Linked DNA regions of Sus scrofa: all the other regions are linked to region 1. Evidence: chromatin contacts called from public Hi-C and HiChIP or PLAC-seq data. All regions are on one chromosome and are shown on one strand. The core of a region is the stretch at or near the end of the contact, and the rest is flanking DNA. Distances in the headings are between cores, read along the strand shown. Region 1 overlaps ZBTB20 (zinc finger and BTB domain-containing protein 20). Region 2 overlaps ZBTB20 (zinc finger and BTB domain-containing protein 20). Region 3 overlaps ZBTB20 (zinc finger and BTB domain-containing protein 20).

Evidence for each region. A called contact is a pair of places that touch in the nucleus more often than the background predicts. HiChIP or PLAC-seq counts read pairs in DNA pulled down with a chosen protein or histone mark.
Region 2: a Hi-C map of skeletal muscle shows a contact between it and region 1, with 2.8 times the contacts expected there. The contact joins two enhancer-like sites. A contact is called at or near these places in 9 of 47 Hi-C or Micro-C datasets (embryonic fibroblasts, epiblast stem cells, fetal skeletal muscle and 5 more) and 1 of 2 datasets of contacts at active chromatin or transcription factors (skeletal muscle).
Region 3: an H3K27ac HiChIP or PLAC-seq map of skeletal muscle shows a contact between it and region 1, with 7 times the contacts expected there. The contact joins two enhancer-like sites. A contact is called at or near these places in 1 of 47 Hi-C or Micro-C datasets (fetal heart ventricle) and 1 of 2 datasets of contacts at active chromatin or transcription factors (skeletal muscle).

Annotation. Positions count from the first base shown.
Region 1 is chr13:145,615,732-145,619,458 of Sscrofa11.1, reverse strand. All of the region lies in intron 8 of ZBTB20 (zinc finger and BTB domain-containing protein 20), which reads right to left. Among named protein-coding and RNA genes, the nearest start is that of DRD3, 150 kb to the left of the region's middle. Within about 2 kb of position 1,783, at least 17 of the 83 cell types and tissues checked have an H3K27ac peak or open chromatin away from gene starts, as enhancers often do. A contact at or near this core is called in skeletal muscle, where this site is marked.
Region 2 is chr13:144,909,643-144,913,369 of Sscrofa11.1, reverse strand. All of the region lies in intron 2 of ZBTB20 (zinc finger and BTB domain-containing protein 20), which reads right to left. Among named protein-coding and RNA genes, the nearest start is that of ZBTB20, 56 kb to the right of the region's middle. Within about 2 kb of position 2,024, at least 18 of the 83 cell types and tissues checked have an H3K27ac peak or open chromatin away from gene starts, as enhancers often do. A contact at or near this core is called in skeletal muscle, where this site is marked.
Region 3 is chr13:145,101,601-145,105,327 of Sscrofa11.1, reverse strand. All of the region lies in intron 2 of ZBTB20 (zinc finger and BTB domain-containing protein 20), which reads right to left. Among named protein-coding and RNA genes, the nearest start is that of ZBTB20, 250 kb to the right of the region's middle. Within about 2 kb of position 2,082, at least 9 of the 83 cell types and tissues checked have an H3K27ac peak or open chromatin away from gene starts, as enhancers often do. A contact at or near this core is called in skeletal muscle, where this site is marked.

The DNA of each region.
Region 1 (3,727 bases), core at 534-3,033:
AGATTTCATGAATCTTGTATAAGTCTAGAGGGGAGAGGAGAGCTGTAAAAGTTGACTGAATTTCTTGCTGACTTAGGGGTCTTGGGTTTGATTTTCTATAGAAAAATAGGGAAATGTTTCTCGCAGCTGAATGTCATGGAATAGGTCTGAACTTCCTATTGTTAGTCCTTAACAGTATGTTCTTGATTATTGCGTCTTTTCATTTTTCTTCATTGTGCCTGCCTTACCTCTATGAGAAGACTCTAAACTTCCTGAAGGCTATGACCATGACCACAAATTATCAGATCCCTCACACTGACCAACATACTTCTTTCCACTGAGTAGGTCTTGTCTGAGGGTTTGTTTGCTCAGCTCTCCCCCTCACATCACAAAGGTGCTCACAATGTGTGGGGGCCTTACTGCTCCCAGGAGTATGCCTTTTCTCTGGGCTATGTCTGTAGGCTGAGCCCCAGGGGTGTTCCGTCCTTTCAGTTCTGGGTAATGTTCTTCTTCCTGTCCTTTATTACCATACTCCCAGTCATCTGGGACTTTCAATGTTCAGTATGAATTCAGGGTCTAAGGTAATTGGTTTTTCATGTGTTCACTGTATTTCCCACAATCTGTGCTCCTTCATTAATGATTTTGGACACATACCATACTGTCCTCATCTCTCTGCTTCCACTTCCCCCAAGAGACAGCTCATTAAGTCCTCCTATCATTGAAGATTCATTGGAACTTAAAGATGAGCCACACCTTGTAACTCAAAGTGAGAAGAGATGACTAATCTGTGATGTGATATAAAAATGATCGAGTCGGTGTTCCCGTCATGGCTCAGCGGAAACGAATCTGACTAGGAAATATGAGGTTGCGGGTTCCATCCCTGGCCTCACTCAGTGGGTTAAGGATCCGGCATTGCTGTGCGCTGCGGCACAGGTTGCAGATGCAGCTCAGATCTGGCGTTGCTGGGGCTCTGGTGTAGGCCAGCAGCTGTAGCTCTGATTCGACCCCTAGCCTGGGAACCTCCATATGCAGCAGGTGTGGCCCTAAAAAGCAAAAAAAAAAAAAAAAAAAAAAAGATCAGGCCAAAGACATGGAAATAACTTAAATGTCCCTCAGCAGAGGAATGGATAAAGATGTGGTGTATATGTAAATGTGTATGTACACACACACACACACACACACAATACTACTCACTCAACATGAATGGACCTACAGATAATCATACTAAGCAGTGAGTCAGAAAGAAAAAGGCAAATATCATATGACATCACTTATACGTGGACTCTAAAATACAACACAAATGAACATATCTGCAAAACAGAACAGACTCACAGACATAGAGAACAGACCTAATGGCTGCAGGTGTCGGGGAGGATTGGGAGTTTGGGATGAGCAGATGCAAATTGGTGTATATAGGATAGATAAACAATAAGGTCCAACTGTAGAGCACAGAGAACTATATTCAATATCGTGTGAGAAACCAAAATGTGAAAGAATATGAGAAATAATACAGATATATCTGAATCACTCTGCTGTACAGCAGAAATTAACACATTATAAGGCAACTACAATAAAATGAAAAATAAATAAATAAAAGTTGACAGTAAATTAGGAAAAAAAAAGATCAGGCCAAATTCCTACCACTCTTGCCTAACTTAGGGAAGCTAAACTGCTTGGTAACAGATGTTACAGAGATATCTATCAATCAGCTTTGATAAGGGGTATTTATATTTGCATAAACAGTGTCAGGGATTGTTTAGAATCTTTTCACTTGGTGGCCACTGGGTGTCCTCATTTACAAAGTAAATATGCAATATTTAGTGCAGGTCACCAGAGAGAATAAAAGGCTCTAGTTTTCTCTTTGGCCTTTCACATACTGGGTATAAATTTATTGCTGAACTCACAACCAGGTCACATATTAGTCATGTTTAAAAACCTTCAGGTCAAACTGTTAAGGTTTATAACCAAAAGTAACTTCGGCAGGTTCCAGACATGAATTTACAAGGCTGTTTCCTTAGTAGAGGGGACTGTGAGCCAGTTATTAGAATGAACCCTTATTCATTTGAAAATTGGCATGGGATTTTGACTATTTGCCGAGAGAGCCAGGAGAGAGAAGCAGAGAAGGTCTTAATTTATTCTTGAAAGAAAAGAGAACATCAACTATCTCCATGGGATATTTGTTAAATTCTGTTTTTATCTCAACTTTTCTGAAAACCAATTAAAAATAATAATGAGAAAGATAAAATATGTCCTTTGCTTGGGGAACCTGAAATAATGTGAAAAATAATACAATGAGCTGTGTCATATAATGGTTATCAATCATTTCATATTTCAAGACAAAGAATTGTTATTCCTTTGTGGACCAGTTATTCCACGTGCAAAAGAAAGATGTCTGTGCTTCACAAGGATGTTACAGGACAAACAGAATGTGAAGGCACGAAGCATTCCGAAGAAGAGAAACTGTATGCAAGATAGATTTAAGGCATTACTAATATTCTAATTATGGTTGAGTCACAGTTGTATGACTTGTTCCTGATGGCAGACAGAAGTCAAGGCCAGAGCTCCCAGAGCCAACAAATATTTACTGTTTCAGCCACACCAAGGCACTGTGTGTGACATACTGCTTGGCAATCACTTCGTTCTCCCTAAAGTGACTTTTTGCATGCTTAGGTTTGTCAGTGCTTCTAAATTTAGATTATATACATCTTGGATGAGATTATTTCCTTGCAGGGCCAAAAGGATTTCCTTCTCCCCACCTTGCAAATTCTCAAACTTGAAATACAGAACTGCTGAAGATATTAACAATACCTGCTTTAACTAGCTTTAACTTGCTTTTTAAAAGCAAAGTTAACTGTACTTTTTTTTCACTAGTGTATATCCCCGGATGAATAATTATTTCACATCATTTCAGTATATAAACTAGCAGTATGATTCGGTGCCATAGCTAACAATTTATACAGATATCAGGGAAACTAGGAAGGTCCGAGGGCCCTTCGTTGCCTTTCCGAGATGTTCTCTGGCTGACTTGGCTTTGCTTGACAGCCTTTTCTGTTTCTAAAGGACCACCCACCCATGCCTCTAGTACAGCCATTTCTAACTCTTAATCAACAGTTTAAATCCCCAATAATGCATAATAGCTGGGTCACTTTCACCCTGAGTGTCTTCTAAAGAATCACCATGTATTCAGAGTGTATAGAAGTGTCTCCTTTCTTCTACAGATTCTTAAATTCCTGGGATTTACAGCATTTGCCAGCTCTTTAATGAGCAGATTAATTTCTGAACTAATGTAACCCTAAGACACATATCTGCAGAGCCCTCCTGATTGTGTTTTACCCTAAAGCCTTTCTCTTTTCAGTTTCCTCAGTTTGCTCCTTTAATTTCACTTTTAGAACTTCTTGAGGCTCGGTGGCTGAGCCACACAGCACAGGTCTTATCTGATGTGCCGGCGCCTGGTGTGGTCTAAGACACACTGGTGTTTTGTTCTTGAAGTACAAGACTGATGTTCTGAAACCTAGATTCCAACACAAAGGAGATCATTAGCTTGTTTTGAGTGTCTCTTTTCTTCTCTACCGTCCTTCCCCTACCCTCTCTAATACTTCCTTAGTCCTGTGCACTGGCAGCAGATGGCAACCATATTCCGAAGCTGAGTTATGTACGAAATCGTGCCACGGAGAACAGAGTGGCTTCAAAGTTAGCTTTCTATTCAAGTGGGATGGCAGAGACTTCTGGAGGGGTGAACTCATCCTTC
Region 2 (3,727 bases), core at 775-3,274, 710 kb after region 1:
CACCTCCAAAGAGCCTATACCACTAAGAAAAAAATGACATAAATTTCAGTGTTTTTAAAATTTTGTTTGTCTTAGGTTTCTATTAGTCATCCCTTTCTTAATTAGAGCAATAAAAACTATTATTAAATCGGTATAGTGCTTTACTATTTATAAAGAAATTCCATATACATTGTCATTTAATTTCACAATAAGTATGTGAGGTAGATAGGAAGGGTAACATTTATTATCACCTTTCTGCAGATAAGAAAACCAGGCTTAACAAGCCTAAGCAACTTGCCCAAAATCATAGAGTTTGCTGTTTAAGATAATATATGGACTGAAAACCAGAGATGAAAATTCCATGCAAAAGTTCTGAAATTTAAAACTAAGAACTCGCTTTTTACATGTTATTAAAAAAAAAAGTTTAAATAGCATAAAAATCTAAATTGCTAGTCTATAGTCCTGTACCAATGCATAGGTTTATCTTGCCATTTAAATGTATCATAATTTATTTATTTTATAGTGAAAGGATTTACGGAAAGTGGAGCTCAACTAACCAAAAATCAAACAAAAATAACAATTGGAATGTCCATCAATTATAATACTATTTACCTTGCCCATTTGTAGTTCTGCCCTTTAGAAGAAAAGACCTTGTGCCTTAGTTTCCTCTTTTAAAACAGGAGATATTAAATGGTACTTTCAAAGGCTAGCTATCATGGGACTTTATTAAAAAAATATTCAACTACAGTAATACTGACATATGTCTAAACCCTATTAAAAATCTTGAATAAAAAGTACTTTAAAATCAACTAGTCCAGCCTTACCATTTTATGCATGGGAAACAAACCTAGAAAAGATAAGTATCTTATCAAAGATAAGATAGCAAATTTGTCATAGAGGTAGAAATAGAGGATAACTATCTTTACCCCAAACTCAACTACAATATACACTTTTGAAAAGGCAATACATTGTTTTCAAAGTCAGAAAGATTTTCAAAATCATTTTTAATGTGAAAGAAAATTTATAAAGGGATCTTTGCAAAGTAAGTGGTTTTAGAAGGTATTTTTCCAAAGAGAAAAACTGTTCTAAAATTATTTAAAATTAAAAAAATAAAACAAATGAGAAGTTATAAACAAGCGACACATAATCATTTATTCAGACCGCAAACATCTGAGTGCCTCTGGGCTGAATGCCATAGAAAGTTCTAGAGGCAGAAGGATGAATAAAATACAAACACAATGCTGGAAGAACTCATGGTTTAGTAGGAAGATATGATTACAAACAATGGCAATGCAATGTGAAAAGCGATGTTACCAAGGTATGCATATAAAAGTTACTCTGAGAATGTGCAGGAAGGATTGCCTCACTGTCTGAACTGATCAAGCTGAGGCTTTATAAGTGGTAAGAATTAGGTGAATATCTCTGACAATTCCTGCCTTCTTCATGCCAAATTCTAAATAGACACATCTCTGTTTGTGGCTGGAATTTTTAAAGTATTTTTAATATACAATGAGATGGGAGAAGGGGTAAAGTGAACTACATCCTAACTTCTCTTTGGGTAATAAGCATTGCCAAACACATTAAAGCATAGATTTTTGTGCAGCTACTGAAAAATCAGAGCTTGAAACAATTTGCCAATTTTTTGCAAATGTCCTGTTCTTTCCTTTTCACTGTGTCATGCACCAGTTACTCTCACAGCAACAGGGACACAAGGTGGCACTGTGGTGCTGACATTCATTTCAGAACCCTTTCTAAATGGACAAATTGGAAAAAGGAAAAAGCTCTACTGTGACAACTAAAACTAGAGTTGTATTACTGGCCCTCTCCTAAGTCTACCAGCATTAATAATGGCCAAAGAAGGAGCAAATCTTTTTGCATTTCATGAATATCACATCATGCCTGTATAGAAGAGAACATATTCTCTGATGGTTTCTGCAAAATGTCATGTGTGTGTTCACAGACATGTTCAAATGCATATAGTGCAGCTTTGTCAATATAAAGTTGGAAGTGAGCTGTTTACCACGGGCAAGGCCATGGACATGGACCACCTCTCCATCTAGTGGCCAGTGGGGAGGAATGAAGCCACAGTAACCATTTTGTGCTTCAATCAGTTAAAAGCAGCCCTTTTATCAAACCACCCATTGGCAATTATGTCACTTTGTCTGACAGATGACAACTTTCGGTTTAGTGCATTCATTAAACTACTAAATAGACCCAATTATATTGTGATATCTACTTAAGTTGAGGACAATAACCGAAAAATTAAAGCACATGTGGGTTTCTCAGTCCACCTAAATTCCCTTTATTCTTCCATTGTTACCAACCTAACTTCTCTTCATATACTTGTGATTTATGGGTAGAAAATGCAGGCAGAATTACCTATATATACAGCTATGTAAAATAAAAGCACATGTGGAGTTCCTGAGTGGCCTAGCGGTTGAAGATTTACCATTGTCACCACTGTGGCTTGAGTTTGATCCCTGGCCCAGGAATTTCCACATGCTATGAATGTGGCCAAAATAAAATAAAAGCATACAATGAGATAAAAGAAAATCTAAAAGAGATAGGTTCCCTTCATTTTATAGGCAAGGAAACTGAGGAACATAGAGATTATGATTTATTCCAAATCATATAGTCAGTTAGGACTAGAAACCAGGCTTCCAAATTTAACCAATTTTTGGCATTAGTTACTACCTCATGTTCTCCAAGGCACTATTCTTTTGTTTGTTTGTTGTTGTGTTTTGTTTACCACGCCATAGGGTTTCTTTCAACATACTAGGTAAAAAAAATTCGTTTCTAAAACTTTCATTCACATATTTTCATGCTAAATTGATAGGATTATACATAAATCCTAGCACAACCTTATATTCATGGCTATATTCTCAGCCTGTTAATAAAAACATGCTTTAAAAAAGTAACAAATTATTCACATTTATTTAACACTTAAAAAGCTAAGCAGTAAGTGGGCAGGGAATGGAATAGAATGCTCTGGCAAAAAAAATACAAAAATGGTTTCAGAAAGCCATTCTAAAAAGAAATCTGAATCCATTCAGACTGATGGGAAGTTTAGAGTCATTTTTGTTTTGTTTCATACAAAAAGTATTTAACTTTATTTTGAGAGGAAACAAATGCACATGCACACACACACATAAATATACACACAAACTTAGTTGATCATTACATCCATTTAATTAAACTCATGATGCTGTTTTGTGGCATGCCTATGGAATGCTTTGTTGGGAAGTTTTCTTTTTAAAATAAATGAAATCTGTCCACCAACTACAAAAATCTGCTCACAACTCCAAACCAAGGCTTTAAAGGAAAAAGGTATGAAGGAAACCTGGCAGTAACTATATTAGAAATGTGACTTTCTCTTCTATATGCTCCTCTAGGCAGTACCCCTGAACGCTGTCTTGGAGTAGAGGGGAAATTTAGATAGATCTGTTTTAAATAGGCATAGGGAAAAGAGAGCGCTGTGTCCAATAGGTCAGATGGCTTTTATTGTGGGTTGGAGAGAAAATTGTTTTCTTTCATCACACTTACACATTTAGAAGCTTCAAAAGCTCCTCCTCTCTCCACCCTCAGCTTTACTTATATTCTTATCTCCATTTGCTTTTAATCATCTCAATTCTTCTCTCCTCTAGAGATGAGGTGAAGGACAAATATCTCTGTTGATTTGAGGAAATAGAAAAAAATAAGGAATATTCCAGATCTTTTTACTCAATCTAAAGCTGTGCTAACAAGTGCA
Region 3 (3,727 bases), core at 833-3,332, 510 kb after region 1:
TAAATGAAAGAAAACTTATTGAGAAATAATGATTCAACAGTATTAGTAATGTCAGGATTACAGAGTGTTTCTTAAATTCTTCTTTTTAGATAGGTATAATGTTCCATTAAAAGTGCATAATAAATCTGTGAATAAGTCCTATGCTTCATGTTATTTCAAGACCTGGCTCAAGTCCTGTGTCTTACCTGCAGCTCACTGAGCTCTTATTTCCACCGATTATATTTAGTACTTAATGATTTTTTTCAGTGATGACAAATGGGTTTTACCTTAAATCAACTTTCGTCAATTGGTAATGGTTAGCTAAAGTGATGTCTTTAGGAGAATTCTTATATAAAGTTCTGGTTTAGTGGCAGAGAGAACCATGATGGATTAGTGATGTCCTTCATGGGCAGGGACGGGGAGTAGGCAGACATTGAGTCTAGAGCCTTTATTTGACAAGAGTGCTGATATTTTTACTTTTACAGCATTCATTTGACACCAAATCCAGGTCTTGAGCATGCATTTAATACTGAGACACTTACTTTTATTTTCTAATTTATATCATGTCTCTTCAAGTATATCATAATGTTCTTAAAGTCAAAGACCTTGTACAAATTTTTATGTCCATAGTATCTAGTTGTGCCTTGCAAAATAAGCTTCTGCTGATGAAAACCGAATGCCATTTTTAGAATTCACTCTTATTACTATTATTCATAAAATCAGTTTATCTTTTGGCTTATCTCAAAGATTATCAATTTTAAAGAAACTTTGCTACACAAACTATAAATTTTAGGTAAATATGTTGTCTTTATCATCTCCAGGTTCAAACTGAACACTAAGAAATTGGTAATATTTAAGAATTAAATATATGCCTGCCAAATAATGTTGTCCCAATAATGGAACAAACAGAAGATAAAGAAAATAAGCATTTAAAAAGTGGAATTAAAACTTTAAAAGCAATTCTGAGTATGTATCTTTAAAAATATATTTTATATATTTAGTGTGTCCTAGGATTTTTATCCCATTTTTAGTACTCTGCATCCTCTTGCACATAGTAAGTGTTGAAGAAATCCATGTTTATTATTTAGAGGTACATTAGAGAAGTAGTTCCATTTTACATTCCCCCCACTAAGCAAATGTATTTATCATATTCCATAACAGCTCACAGTTTGTTATACATTAACTGCTCATTCTCTGTGCCAGTAAGACTGTGCTGGAACAGCAAATGAATTTGGTATGTTCATTTAAATGATTCTGCAAACCACAGGCTACCCAGTTGTCTAATGATAAGAGAGCCCCAAAGCCACCTGATCACCATTATACTCCCTTATATTTTTGGACTAGTGTGGTCAATACTGTCAGGATCTCAACACAGAAGAATGGGAAGGGAAAGTATACCTCGGACATAATCATGAAAAGGGTTTTATTAATTCAGGCACCGATGGTGATGTGGCTAGATTGGAAGGAGAATGGAATATAGGATTTGAAGTGCTTTATCTGCTCCAAGACCAATGCTGGTTTTGGCACTTCTCTCACTCTAGTGAGTTGCAAAAAAACAAGCAGGTGCTAGCAATCTGAGAGACCACATGCCAGCTACAGCTGCTTCAAACTGATTCAATTACATCTGCCTGAATAGTCCCAGGACATCAAACCAGTTGAAGAGATTCGTAGGTTGCAAGGAGACCTAGTCTATCCAGAGATAACCACCTGCAAATCTCCAGGTTTGGGTATAAGTGATCATTCTATCACCAGGCACAGGAAAAAAGATGGCGTAGGGGGAACTTTGCTTTTAATTCATTTTAAAATTAAAAATTGGAGCGAGCACAAAAGGTTCCTTTGAATTTTTATGTTTAAAATCTCACAGTAGCTGAGGTCTTAAGGATACCTTGAAACAGCCTGATTTTTGTGATAACACTTCCCAAATCATTGGGTACAGCACATTTACTGAACATGCTCTTGGGATCCGGACTTCGCTCCAAACCTTGTTTGTACAAAAAGGGGCCAAGCAGCTGGGAAATTCTGGAGTGGAGTGTGTCCTCATTAGTTCCCATCTGCCACCAGAACTCAGCTCATGGCAAGTTTGGCTAAGTCCTGGTGTACTCAGGTCCAAATGTGGGTCAGTTTTAATTACACTATACAGAATTCAGTGTGCAGTTTTAAAATCCTTATTATACAGCACAGAGGAATGGGCAGCTCTCCAGCTAATCAATTTTTAAAAAGTACATATATAAAATTTTTAAACCAGGCTAGACAGACAGTGGGTGGAAAAAAAAATCTTATAAATGAGTACAAGGGTTACTTAAGAGAATTATTAGTGAAATTGGGTCACGAACAAGTTCTGCTTTAAAACTTCGAAGTGAGAACAAACTGTTCCATTGGTAAGATAGATAAAATAAGGTGCACAATGTCCCTTGCTCTTCAGTGTGAATGAGTAACAACAATCTGTGACCAGTTTATGGTAAATACCTATGGCAGCACTGGATTTCACCTAGCAGATATCCTTATTTTGTTTTTTTGACACTAAGAATAACTCATGGCAGGGATTGCAAAAAAAAAGGGGGGGGGAGAATCCCAAATTACCTGTTAAAAGTAAAAGAAAAAAACAATGAGGTAAATGAGAGAAAGGAGAACAAAGTGCACATGCACTGAGTAGCAGACTCTGGGCAAGTCATGACTTGGCTCTCAATGCCATCCATACAAACTAGGGCCAGAACCAACCCATGTAGTCTATGTTCAGAATCCATCCTGTCTCCATCAGGTACAGGAGAGCTAGAATACTAAGCCCTCAAAAACAACTGTCAGCAAAAAATTCAGAAGCGAAGATATAGGCAGTCAATATTTATTGGGCATTTACACAATAGCATGATGCACCAGTTTTGATGGATAAAATGTCCTTTGGCATAAGCCCTAATGACCAAAAAAAAAAAAAAAGCTTAAATGCTCCACGTATTTGGAGGCTTTTGACTGAGTTATTATGAAGCTTATCCACTGAAAAGGCAGAAATGAATTCTGGGTTCACATACTGGCATTTAATATTTATTGGCTATATGATATTGGACAAACTGCTTATTTCCGAGTTTAAGATTTTTCACTTGTAAAATGGGGAAAATAACATTTACCTAATAGACTGTTGTGAGAATCATCAATAGCATATATATATATAACATCACCTGGAATATAAAAGGCACTCAGTAGGTGTTAACTATTTTAACCCATTAGTTGAGTTCATGTCTGCCACAAAGAAAGATGTGTTACAGTCCTAACCCCAAGTCCCTCAAAATGTGACCTTATTTGAAGATAAGGTCTTTAGGAGGTAATCAAGTCAAAATGAAATAATTACACAAGGCCCTAATCCAGTATGACTGATGTCCTTATTTAAAAGGGTAATTTGGAAGCAGAGACAGATATTCACAGAGAGAAGACAACGTGAAGAGACACTGGGAGAAGATGGCCCTCTACAAGCTGAGGAGAGAGGCCTAAAACAGATCCTTCAAAGCCCTCAGAAAGAACCAACTCTGCCAAAACATTGACTTCAGGCTTATAGCGTGAGAAAATTTCTATTTTTTAACTGCCCAGTTTGTAATACTTTGTTACGGCAGCCCTAGCAAACTAATACCCAGCTAAATAAAAATTTCATTAATCATCAAGGTTGACCCTGACTCACATGGTCAAAACTGTATACCTGTCATTAGGCAAGTCAACTTTATTAACTCTACTAAATAATGGTCTATTTCATATGTTATCTAGA